Linked DNA regions of Mus musculus: region 2 is linked to region 1. A link is a contact called in public HiChIP or PLAC-seq data. All regions are on one chromosome and are shown on one strand. Each heading gives the region's core, a stretch centred on a gene start, on an enhancer-like site or on the middle of the called end of the contact. The rest is flanking DNA. Distances are from core to core; before and after follow the strand shown. Region 1 holds the start of Poln (DNA polymerase N). Region 2 holds the start of Cfap99 (cilia and flagella associated protein 99).

Region 1 (5,401 bases), core at 1,297-3,796:
CGCCTGATACCGGCTTCCATCTCCAAAGACCCCTGTCTACCCACCACTATGGTGACCCCTTCCTAGTTTTGTAGACCTAAATACTTCTGAGTTTGGTACTGAGTTTTTACCTTCACCACAGGAGTGTAAATACAATCAAGAGCAAATATCCCTGACCCCAACTCCATGGTCTTAAGAAAAGTCAACTTTCTTCTGGAAGAACAAGACCGATAGGAGGAAGCTGCCAGACCACATCTCACTGGCTGACGGCCCCCAGTGTTCTGCCAGCTCCTGGGCTCCCTTGCCTTTTCCGAATTGTCCAGTGCCAGCTTTCTCAAACCTTTTGTGACTTTTTTTTTTTTTTTTTTTTTTTTTGGTAGAATCAAGCTAACACATGTCTGAGGCTGTTGCTCCCTCCTCCATGTTGTCTGGAGAACAGATCTCTTCACTTCCGTTAAACTGCATCCAAAAACAACCTTCAACAGCACAGTTGTATACAAAGTTTTAAAACTGTCTGTAAATATACTGTATAAAACATAAAATAATTTTTAATATTGATGACAGGAGAGTAAGGCCAACAGAAAAGACTCAGGTCCTGCATTTTGGTTTGTTTCGCCCATTACATTCTCACAGGCTTGCTTAGGACCGATTAGCTCCTCGGTTCCCGTTACCTTTTGACCCCACTAAAACCACAACTGAGTTTGAGTAGAAGAAAGCAAGCTTGTCTTGGAAATAAGTTTAACATACTTGCCTTCTTAAGTTTCTAATCCAGTCCCAAGAAAACTTTCCAGTTCTGTATAATTGACCCCATTGTGTTTGCTGTTTGTACTCAGGGGGCTGATCCTGTTCTAATCTTTATGTTTTCATGGCTTCTTATGGCCTCGCAAACACTTCTCAAACAAGGAGCGGTGGTCAGCAATTCAAGAGAGCGAGCTGGGGGCCAGGAGTCACTAAGAACAGTGGGTTTTCTAGAAGGTCTCATGGGTCCCAGGCTGTGCCTGGGGGGAACCTCAGCCTGCAAAGTAGCCCTTTGTCTTTCTGGCATCTTTAATTCCATCTCCTCCGAGCTCTTCCGCACAGTCTATAAATATCCTCCAGTTCCTCCCACTTTAAAACAAAACAACACCAAAAATCCTCTCAGCCTTGCATTCCCACCCCCTCATCTTGTGTCATTTGGCTCTTTTTCTCTCAGTCTTTGCCGCCTCAGCAAAATTTCCCAAAAGTACTGCCTGCACTTCCTCTGGCCAAAACCCACTCAACGCCAGCTCCCTGCTGAGCCCCTACCTCCAGTTTGGCATCTGGGGTCCTCTTGGGCCAGTCCCCTGATGTCCTAACCACATTAGGCACCATTCTAAGAACTTTTCCCCTGTACTGTTTGTTTTTATTTACTTTCCGGTTTTATTGACCTTCAAAAGGAGGATAAAAGTTAAATAAGAATTAATAGGAAATGTCTTCAACTCAAATTTAAATGATCTGCTTAGAACATTAGTTTTTCTCTCTTTGAAAACATGAATATCTGGGCATGGTGATTCATACCTGTGGCCCCAGCACTTGGAGATGCTAAAGTAGGATCTTGAGTTGAAGCCCAGCCTGGGTAGAGAAGCAAATCCTTGTCTCACAAAACAAATAAGCCCAGGGAAAAAGATCCAGAAAGAATTCTACCTAGTAGCAACTAGACTAGACCCTTGTCTGATACATCACCCTATTTATGATTAGAAGAGGGGAATACTATTTTTTTAATGATCAAAGCCCAGATCTTGTGAATTTATATATCATCTTACAAGAGAGTGGTTAAGTTGCAAATGCTGTCTGATAGAAAAAAATGAACAGATTATGACCCATACAGACAAGTTGTTACCAATGCCAACTGTAACTCCAAAGATCAGTTTTCTGGGACCATAGGACATTAACTAGGCTTGCATCTGAGTTCAGCATTCTGTCTTTCATTGAATGACGGCGGGCATCCTCAGAATGTCTGTACTTCTGAGTTAAATGCATTCTAAAACTGATGTATTTTACACCTTGACATTTTGAAGATGGGATCTTGGAGGGAGTCAGCTTTTGCTTGGAAGTCATCGAGGCCTTGGGAGTTAAGTGATTTTTGTTAAATAACCATTGTAAAAGATTCTATAGCCAACAATCCTACCCTGCAAGAGACCTGATAGGGTCCCAGCTGCTTGTTATTAGCACCAACGCTGGATCACCCTACCAGTGGTGGTGGTAAGAGCTGTTGGGGGAAGAAGGGGTCTGTTCGGCCTCAAACTTCCGGTCCCCTAGTGGTGTCACAGACCGCAAGCCATTCTTAGGACAGGAGGCCTAACTGAACTAGAGGGCCAAATGGCCAAGGCAACAAAGCAGCCGGAAGAGACCCAGACTCCAACTCCCGAGCGGGGGCGGGGTGGGGCGGAGCGAGGGCAGAGCCTATAGTGAGAAAACCAATCCTCTTGAGCCTAGCGGGAAGGACGGCGGGCCAGAGGCGGGGCTAAGGGGCGGTGCGTCCGTCAGGAAAGCCAATCACTTTACCCCGGCTCGTTGAAGGGGGTTGGTCTGCGGGTCCTCCTTCGCTTTCTCCGGGATACCTCGCCGCCTGCGCTGACTTTACGGATGTTGTAATCTGCGCGTGCGCGTCCTGGCACTCCCGTGAGGCACTGCGGCGCGCGCGGTTGGAGGCTGGCAGAGAGCAGTGACTGCGGCTTTCCTGAGGTAAGGGTCTTGTAAGTTCGGGGTTGGCGGGGCCGCCGCTACCCTCCTACAGCCTGCTTGAGGCATCGATAGAGGTCGCTGGGCCCAGGCGCGGGGTGTGCGGGGAGGCTGAGGCTTTGTGCCAGAGGTGGGGGCGGAGGTACGTGGCCGGTCATCCGGCTGGGGTTGGTAGCTTTATTTTTCGGATACTGCGGATAAAACCCAAGGCCTCAATCATACGAGGCAAACGTTAAACCGGAAATACACACTTATCTGTTACCCAGCTTTTAAAAACAGCAATTTGGTACTTTTGTGGGCGTGTTTTATTAGAGCTCTTAAGTGTCATAACTGGATACTCAGAAACAAACCAAAACCAACCCAGAGAGTTTGCTACCAGAGTGTCAAATACATCGTGATTTTAAGACCTGCCATTGTCACTGACCTAAGTTTGGTTCAAGTCGTGGTTCATTGTGTTCTATTCGAAATAAAACTTCTTACTTGATGATTGATGGGTACTTTGAAACTTGTCAATTTGTCCTGGTTTTCTCTGCGTTAGACTGGTTATATCTATAGATTGAGTCCTTTGAGACTGATGGAACGCTGATTGAAGTAAATATTTAGTTGATTCTTCCTTAGAAAGGTAGGCATATTTCTTTTTCCTAACTAGAAACTACAGGGGAAACAGCTATTTTACAAAATGTAATTTATTTTAAGTAATTTCATCATTGGGAAAAAAAATCAGTTTTTTTTTATTGTTATATCTTCATTAATTAGATTCTTCATTACTGTTGTAGTGTCCTAAGCAACACCCTGATTGCTTCTGTTTTGCTTTGTCTTTGTCAGATATTGCACGTGCATCTGCTTTTAACTTAAGTAGTCTCCTGATGTCATCTGATAAAATGATCTGTATATTTAAAATTCATTTGCCTTGTTCATGGTCTAATACTTGTGTTCTTTCCCCCACTAGGAAAACACATTATAGATTGTATTTTTTTTCCTTCTTCTATGGACTTAGCGTAAATATGTTTTTTTCTGTTTGAACTTAGTTTAAAAAAATAGATTCATATCAAATATTTAAAAACAGGAGTAGTTAAACCATGAGTTGTGGAAATGAGTTTGTGGAAACATTGAAAAAAATTGGTTATCCCAAAGCTGATATTCTTAATGGAGAAGATTTTGACTGGCTCTTTGAGGATGTTGAAGATGAGTCATTCTTGAAATGGTTTTGTGGGAATGTGAATGAACAGAATGTATTGTCTGAAAAAGAATTGGAAGCCTTCAGCGATCTCCAGCGATCAGGCAAGCCTATCCTAGAAGGAACAGCATTGGATGAAGTTCTTAGGACCTGTAAAACTTTTGATTTGAAGACATGCAAACTGGATGACAAAGAGATACAGATATTAGAGGATGAGGTTCAAACTCTGCAGAAATTAAATAACTCAAAAATTCAGCGACGGAATAAATACCAGTTAATGGTTTCTGAAACTAGCTACAGGTTTCTGGCATTAAATGCTAAACAAGAGGAGGCCACTAAGAAGCTGAAACAGAAGCAAGGATTCCTAAATTCTGTGAATACTAAGCTCAGTAATGAACTTCAGGGTCTTACTGAGGAAGTTAATAATTTGATGATATTCTTCAGAAATTCTAATTTAAGTGAAAGAACAAATCCAATGGTGTTTTTATCTCAGTTTCCCTTGGGAAAATACATAAGCCAAGAAGAGCAGAGCACAGCAGCATTAACCTTATACACAAAAAAGCAATTCTTTCAGGGCATGCACGAAGTAGTTGAAAGTTCAAATGAAGACAATTTTCAACTTTTAGATATACAAACACCGTCTATTTGTGATAATGAAGAAATCCTTAGGGAGCGACGACTGGAGATGGCTAGACTGCAGATGGCATGTATTTGTGTCCAGAAACAGATCATATACTTGAAAACAAGTAATTTGAGCATGAAGTCGAGTATAAAATGGGCGGAAGAGAATCTTAATAGACTAACCAATGAGGTAAGCATAAGAAATAAGACTGAATTCATATTGTAATTGTTAGGAATATAGAGTTTAATATTGCTGCTAATTTAGAAAAGGGGGGAAATCTAATTTTAATTTTATAGAAAATTATATTAGTATAGCATATTAATATAATTTATTAATTATGTAATATAATTAATGTAATTTTATAGTACATATTTGCAGTATGTATTTCATACAAATATATTATTAATCATATTACTAGAATTTAGTAATTTTATCCTCAGTAATATTACTGAGCAAATTTTGGACAAAAATAACCTTACTTTGCATTATGAATCTGAAAATTGTGTCATTTCAATTACAGATTAAACTGGGGTTTCTGTTTTTTGGTATAAACCAAGGAAACTACTTGCTTAACTATGGATATTCTGCCTTGTTTCCTCTGACAAGAAGATAGTATTAATGAAGTCCAGGATTCAGTGGAGTGACTTTCTCATTACTTGTTGAGAATATGTAGATATATTGCAGTTGTTCATCTGCACTCTCTAGAAGCTTGCTTTCTTGATAATATAGGCAGTAGATAGTTGAATAAAAATGTAGAGGTTTCTGAACCAATACTTGTATTAAATTAGTTACTACAACAGAAACATTTTGAAATAACAAGTCTGGTAAATCTGTGTGCTATAATCAGCTCATGGACTAAGAAAATACTATATAATTTTAAGAAAATTAAAATATTCATTTGTTATAATGAGTAGTATACTTAT
Region 2 (5,401 bases), core at 760-3,259, 120 kb before region 1:
TGAAGTGTAGGACATCTCTTTCTTCTCTTTTCCAGTAGGTTCATGGGCTTAGGAGGCGATGGCTAGAACCAGTGCAGCCATCCTGAATCCTCAGTAAACAGGTCAAGGATGGTAGCCAGAAAGCTGGTTCCTGTTGCATGTCCAGAATTACCTCTGCACACATCTCTCTCTCTTTTTTAAAGATTTATATGTAAGTACACTGTAGCTGACTTCAGACACACCAGAAGAGGGCATCAGATCTCATTACGGGTGGTTGTGAGCCACCATGTGGTTGTTGGGTTTTGAACTCAGAACCTTCAAAAGAGTAGTCAGTGCTCTTACCCGCTGAGCCATCTCACCAGCCCTGCACACATCTCTTGAATGTGAACAAATCTGTCATGCTGGGATCTTTCTGCCTATAGTTAAGCCTGATCCTGATATACCTACCTCCTTGGGCTCAGCCTTTATCTTGGGCACAACTTCCAATATGAAGCATAGAAACAGCTTCTGCACAGTAATAGCCCCAGGCTTTGGAGTTGGCCAAGGGTGAACAGACACCAGATAATTTATTAATCTACTTACTACTGGACATGAATTCATGTGTCTGCTCAACGTCTTCACTTGGAGAAGATGATGGCTTTGGGAAGAGCTGCTTTTAGTTTTCTTTTAAAATTTTTTTACTTATTTTTATGTGCGTGTATATATGGGTGCATATGTAAGTGTGTGCACTTCCATGGGGCGGCCAGAAAATGACCGTAGTGTAGCCCTGGCTGTCCTGGAACTCACTTTGTAGACCAGGATGGCCTCAAACTCAGAAATCTGCCTGCCTCTGCCTCCCAAGTGCTGGGATTAAAGGCGTGCGCCGCCACGCCCAGCTCCACCTTGTGTTTTGGGCAGAGTTTCCCATTATTGTGGTGCTCACCAACTAGGCAATAGGCTACATTGACTAGTGAACCCCGTGGGTCCATCTTCTTAGCCTCTGAAGTGCAGCGATTGTAAATGTCATAATGCCTGGCCTTTTTTACAAAAATATATTTATTTCTTATGTTTATGTGTATTTGCCTGCATGTATGTATGTGCATCACATGCATGCAGGGCCCATGAAGTCCAGAAGAGGGGTTTGATTATTTGGAGGTGGAGTTACAGAAAGTTGTGAGCAGCCATGGAGGTGCTGGTGACTGAATCTGGGGCCTTGCCAAGAGCACCCACTGCTCTTAATCACCGTGCTATCTCTCCAGTCCATGCCTAGGGTTTTTGTTTTTGTTTTTGTTTTTCCAGTGAGTTCTGGCATGCTGAACCTTCTTCCACTAATTAGGCAAACACGTCACTGATTGAGCTATCTTCCCAGCCCCACAAGCAGTTTTTATGACTGAGAGAGTATACAGTTGTGGACATGTTGACTCTAAGGTGATCTGTTAGTTGTACAAATAGTGAAGAACAGGCAAACATCTGAATTCAAGCATTTAGGCTGGAGGGAAAAAATGTTTTTAAAACCACGTAGCTGCCTGGAACTACATAGAAATGGGTGGAGAGCAGCTTCCAAGGAGTAAGAAGGGAGCTACAAAGCAGGTCCAGGGCTGAGGGGCTAAGGGAAGATGCAGGAACTGCTAGGGTACACACACTGTATTAAGAGGTAGTCATCTGGGTCACCTGTTAACAGAGAGAGAGAGAGAGGGAGAGAGGGAGAGAGGGAGAGAGGGAGGGAGGGAGGGAGGGAGGGAGGGAGGGAGAGGGAGGGAGAGAGAGAGATTGATTGGAGGTGGTGGAAAACACCCTACTTTTATTTTTGGAGGTGGGAAGAAAAGCGCAAAGGTAGCTCGCTAAGGCCAGAAAATAGGCAAAGATTGGAGAACTGGAGAAAACGAGTTAGGGAGAAGAGGATGGGCTGTGCCTGGCTCCCTGTGGCGGCCCCTCACCTTAACCTGCCTGCCTACCTGCGGGCCTCTTGGCCTTCCTTGGCTTTAACCTCGTAGTCTGTCCAGGCGCCGCGGGCGGGAGCGTTCACTGGCCAGCTCCGGTACCCGCAGATCGCCTAGGCATCGTTTGGGCGCCGTCACCTAGCAACGCCGCGCAGGCCCTGCCCGCGGTGGGCGCCGGGACCTGTAGTCCTGAGCCTCCCTCCCTTGGTGCGCGTCCCGGGTGGGGTACGGCGTGGCGTTGGGCGGGGATTGGCGGCCTCGCCGGGCTCGCCCCATCCACCACTTGCAGCGGGCCGGGGGCGTGCGGCGCCTCCGGCGCATGTGCGGTCGTGACCGGCGGAGGCGCTGGGTGCTCTTAAGCCGTGAAGCACCGCGCGCCCTGTGCCCGCGCCTTTCCGCGCGCCCGCCCGCTCGCGGGTTTGGGTCGGCCGCGCGCCGCTTGCTGAGCATCCTTCCGGCCGCGCACCTGCCCCGCGCACCTGCAGCCAGCTGCTCGGCGCTAGGCGCCGCGCACACGATCTGCTTGCTCAAGCAGGTCCCGGCCCTGCCTGCGTGTCCACCCCGCGCCGCAGCCGGACCCGGGCGCAGCGCTGCAGAGGGCGAGGGCCGCCCGGAGCGTGGCTCGGGCCGGCGCGGCGATGATGAACAGATTCCGAAAGTGGCTGTACAAACCCAAGGTGAGCGGCTCCAGCTGCGGACCATGTCCCGGCGTCGCGCTTTCCCCCCTCCAGATCCCTTATCCTGCAGGTCCCTCCTTGATAGATAGACCTCGTTTCCTTGGCCCTGTATGAATTTCTTTCTCCAGTTCATGGGATGCCCTTTCCCTGCATTCCGCGACTTGGACAGACCATGTACCTGGCGCGCATTGACTGCTCTTTTCCAGTACCAGACGGGGCTCTTTCTTTCGGGCCTGGGTGTACTGTCATGTTTCTCCTCGTCTGGATACTAGATGGGCTGGCTCCAGCTCGCACCCAGCGGTCCCAGCCTGCGTGCTCAGAGCCCCTACTTCTCTTGGTTCCCTCTAGCCTCACCGCTGATGCTCCTTCATCTTTTCGCAACACAATTATTCTGTCCTAGGATAGTGGGTCTCCCACCCTCCCTTCGCACTTGGGAACCGACCGTTTCATTCCCCTTTCTCCAACCTTAGGCTTTGGTCAGACTCTTTCTTCCCGTATCTTAGAGGTCCCTCACGCCGCGGTCTGGTCCTCTATCCCAAAACGGAGTAATTGGATCTTGGTCCAGTTCTCATCTCTATCCTGTTCCGGTAGCCGCCTGCACCCTTTTGGATCTCCGACCAGTCCTCTGCCCAGTCGCGGGGTGAGGCTCGTGGAGCTTGAAGCTTCAGTGGGCCGGAGGTGCGATTCACCAGCCAGTTCGGGTCCAGGCGGCGCGCCCCGGCAGCCGTGCCAGTCGCACTGCGGGCGCTGCGTCCCGCTGCCTGCCTGGGGCTGGCAGCCCGGAGCCGGACCCGGTGCGCTCTGTTCGCAGCTGGGCGATGCAAAGCTAGGATCCAGCGAAGATCCAGGACGCAGCTGCGGCGTCCAAAGCTGCGTGTTGGGGGTTGGCGGAGTCTGGGGACGCCAACGCTGGAGGTCTTCAGAGGGTCACGACCTGGGTGGGGTCACTGCAAAGACTAAGGGCGGGAGCAGTGCAGCGGCTGCGTGCTGGTATCTCCGAAGTCAGAGGCCTCCTTCTCTTTGGCCCACCCAAGGAACTGACCGCTCTCCCGCCGTGACTAGCCACATTTCTTGATTTAGGGTTTCTGTCCCAGACTCTGTGAATGGTCTCTCGGAGTGGGGCGAGTATTCTGGAGAGACAGCTGGTCTGTTTGGAAGACTGGCATTTGAGGTTTAGGGGACTTTCAGGGATCTGAATCTGTTACAGTTTTTGTCTGCCGAGGTCGGGAAGTTTTTCCTTAGGTTAGAGAATGTTGGGGTGAAGGCTTACAAAGCATGGGGCTGCCTTTGATCAGCCTCGGACTGGACAGAAGGTATTCTGGAGTCTTGTGCGCTGGTGCAGCAGCGGCTCGTGCTCCTGTCTTCCTGGTTGTGGGCAAATATACTGGGGGGTGGGGTTGTGTGTGGGGAACCCTTGCGACCCTTGCGATGGGTGTGGTTTGAGTCTTGCTTGCCCTTAGCCACGCCCTAGGCGTCTGGCACTCTCTTTGCTGCAATCCCTTCAATGTGCACAGTCCTGCCTGCTGATGGTTAGTGGGTCTGCTAGCGGCTGCAGCAGCTCCTGCTCTGCTTATCTGCACAAGGAGTGCCCCCCGCCCCAATTGAGTGAATTTTTAGCACAAGAAAAACAAAACCAAACGACAACAACAACAACAACAACAACAACACAAGTTCAGTACTGAAAAAGTCATTGCAGAGGTGGGATTTACTTTTTCAATAACAAATGTCAGGGGAGCAGGTGGGAGTGTTTGCATGCCCGAGCTACGTCCCTGTCTCTCAGAATGCTTCTCAGAATGTGTACCGGCTAGTTTTGTGTCAACTTGACATAGCTGGAATTATCACAGAGAAAGGACTTCAGTTGAGGAAATGCCTCCATGAGATCCAACTGTAAGGCTGTAAGGCATTTTCTCAATTAGTGATCAAGGGGAAAAGGCCCCTTGTGCGCCCCCCCCCCCCCAATCTCTAGGCAGGTAGTCTTGGGCTCTACTAGAGAGCAGGCTGAGCAAGCCAGAGGAAGCAAGCCAGTAAAGAACATCCCTCCATGGCCTCTGCATCAGCTCCTGCTTCCTGACCTGCTTGAGTTCCAGTCCTGACTTCCTTGGTGATGAACAGCAGTATGGAAGTGTAAGCTGAATAAACCCTTTCCTCCCCAACTGCTTCTTTGTCATGATGTTTGTGCAGGAATAGAAACCCTGACTAAGACAGAATGCTTGTGGGGCGCTGGGGCGTCCAGGTGCCATTCCAGCAGTGCTACAGTAGGAAAGGTGTGTTCTGTGACCCTCCTTAACTGTTTGAAAGGAAGGAGCAGTGCCTACTTAACCATTGGTTATCACTCACAGTTAATTCACAGTGGTCTTCCTTTGTTGTGCCCCAAAGTTAAGTATCATGTCCATAACGTTCCCTGTTGAGCAGTAGATTGCTTTCTAGGTACAGACCATGGCAAGTGGAGAGCTGAGTTGGTAACTTTGGGTGATTCAGCCCAAAGCCATGTACTTTTTAGAAGGGAAGAGATAGGTTAGACCCCCCCCCCCTGCAGCTGTCCTCTTCCTCATTGTCATTTCTCAATAAGCTGTCTGTTACTGTCCTTGACCTCTGGACTTGAGCCATATCTCTGTCTGAGATCTTGCTCTGGCCATGACTGTCTCCAGAGCTGATGCCCTGTGGCCAGTCTAATGGTGAGGCATCTCTGGTTTGAGATTCATTGTTGAATGTCGGTGTCTTGATTGTTTGAAGCATTTGGGTTGCGGTAGGTCATCCTAGTAGTTTTTAATTTTTCAAACCAAAGCTTAGATTTTTTTCCCTTCAGTTATGAAGCGATTATGTTTC

What was found. HiChIP or PLAC-seq counts read pairs in DNA pulled down with a chosen protein or histone mark.
Region 2: an H3K27ac HiChIP or PLAC-seq map of embryonic stem cells shows a contact between it and region 1, with 14 read pairs. The contact joins the promoter of Cfap99 here to the promoter of Poln in region 1. A contact is called at or near these places in 1 of 39 promoter capture datasets (the SN4741 cell line), 4 of 484 Hi-C or Micro-C datasets (cerebral cortex, embryonic stem cells and stem cell-derived neurons), 5 of 115 datasets of contacts at active chromatin or transcription factors (embryonic stem cells, extraembryonic endoderm stem cells and forebrain) and 3 of 9 other capture datasets (adipose tissue, liver and pancreatic islet).

The regions. Positions count from the first base shown.
Region 1 is chr5:34,166,671-34,172,071 of GRCm38.p6, reverse strand. Poln (DNA polymerase N) reads left to right here and starts at 2,546. Exons shown (of 25, transcript NM_181857.4): 1 at 2,546-2,682. It overlaps Haus3 (HAUS augmin-like complex, subunit 3), which reads left to right and starts at 2,648. Exons shown (of 5, transcript NM_146159.1): 1 at 2,648-2,682; 2 at 3,629-4,667. The coding sequence starts at 3,759.
Region 2 is chr5:34,285,273-34,290,673 of GRCm38.p6, reverse strand. Cfap99 (cilia and flagella associated protein 99) reads right to left here and starts at 2,009. Exons shown (of 16, transcript NM_001370805.1): 1 at 1,914-2,009. It overlaps Zfyve28 (zinc finger, FYVE domain containing 28), which reads left to right and starts at 2,350. Exons shown (of 13, transcript NM_001015039.1): 1 at 2,350-2,575. The coding sequence starts at 2,537.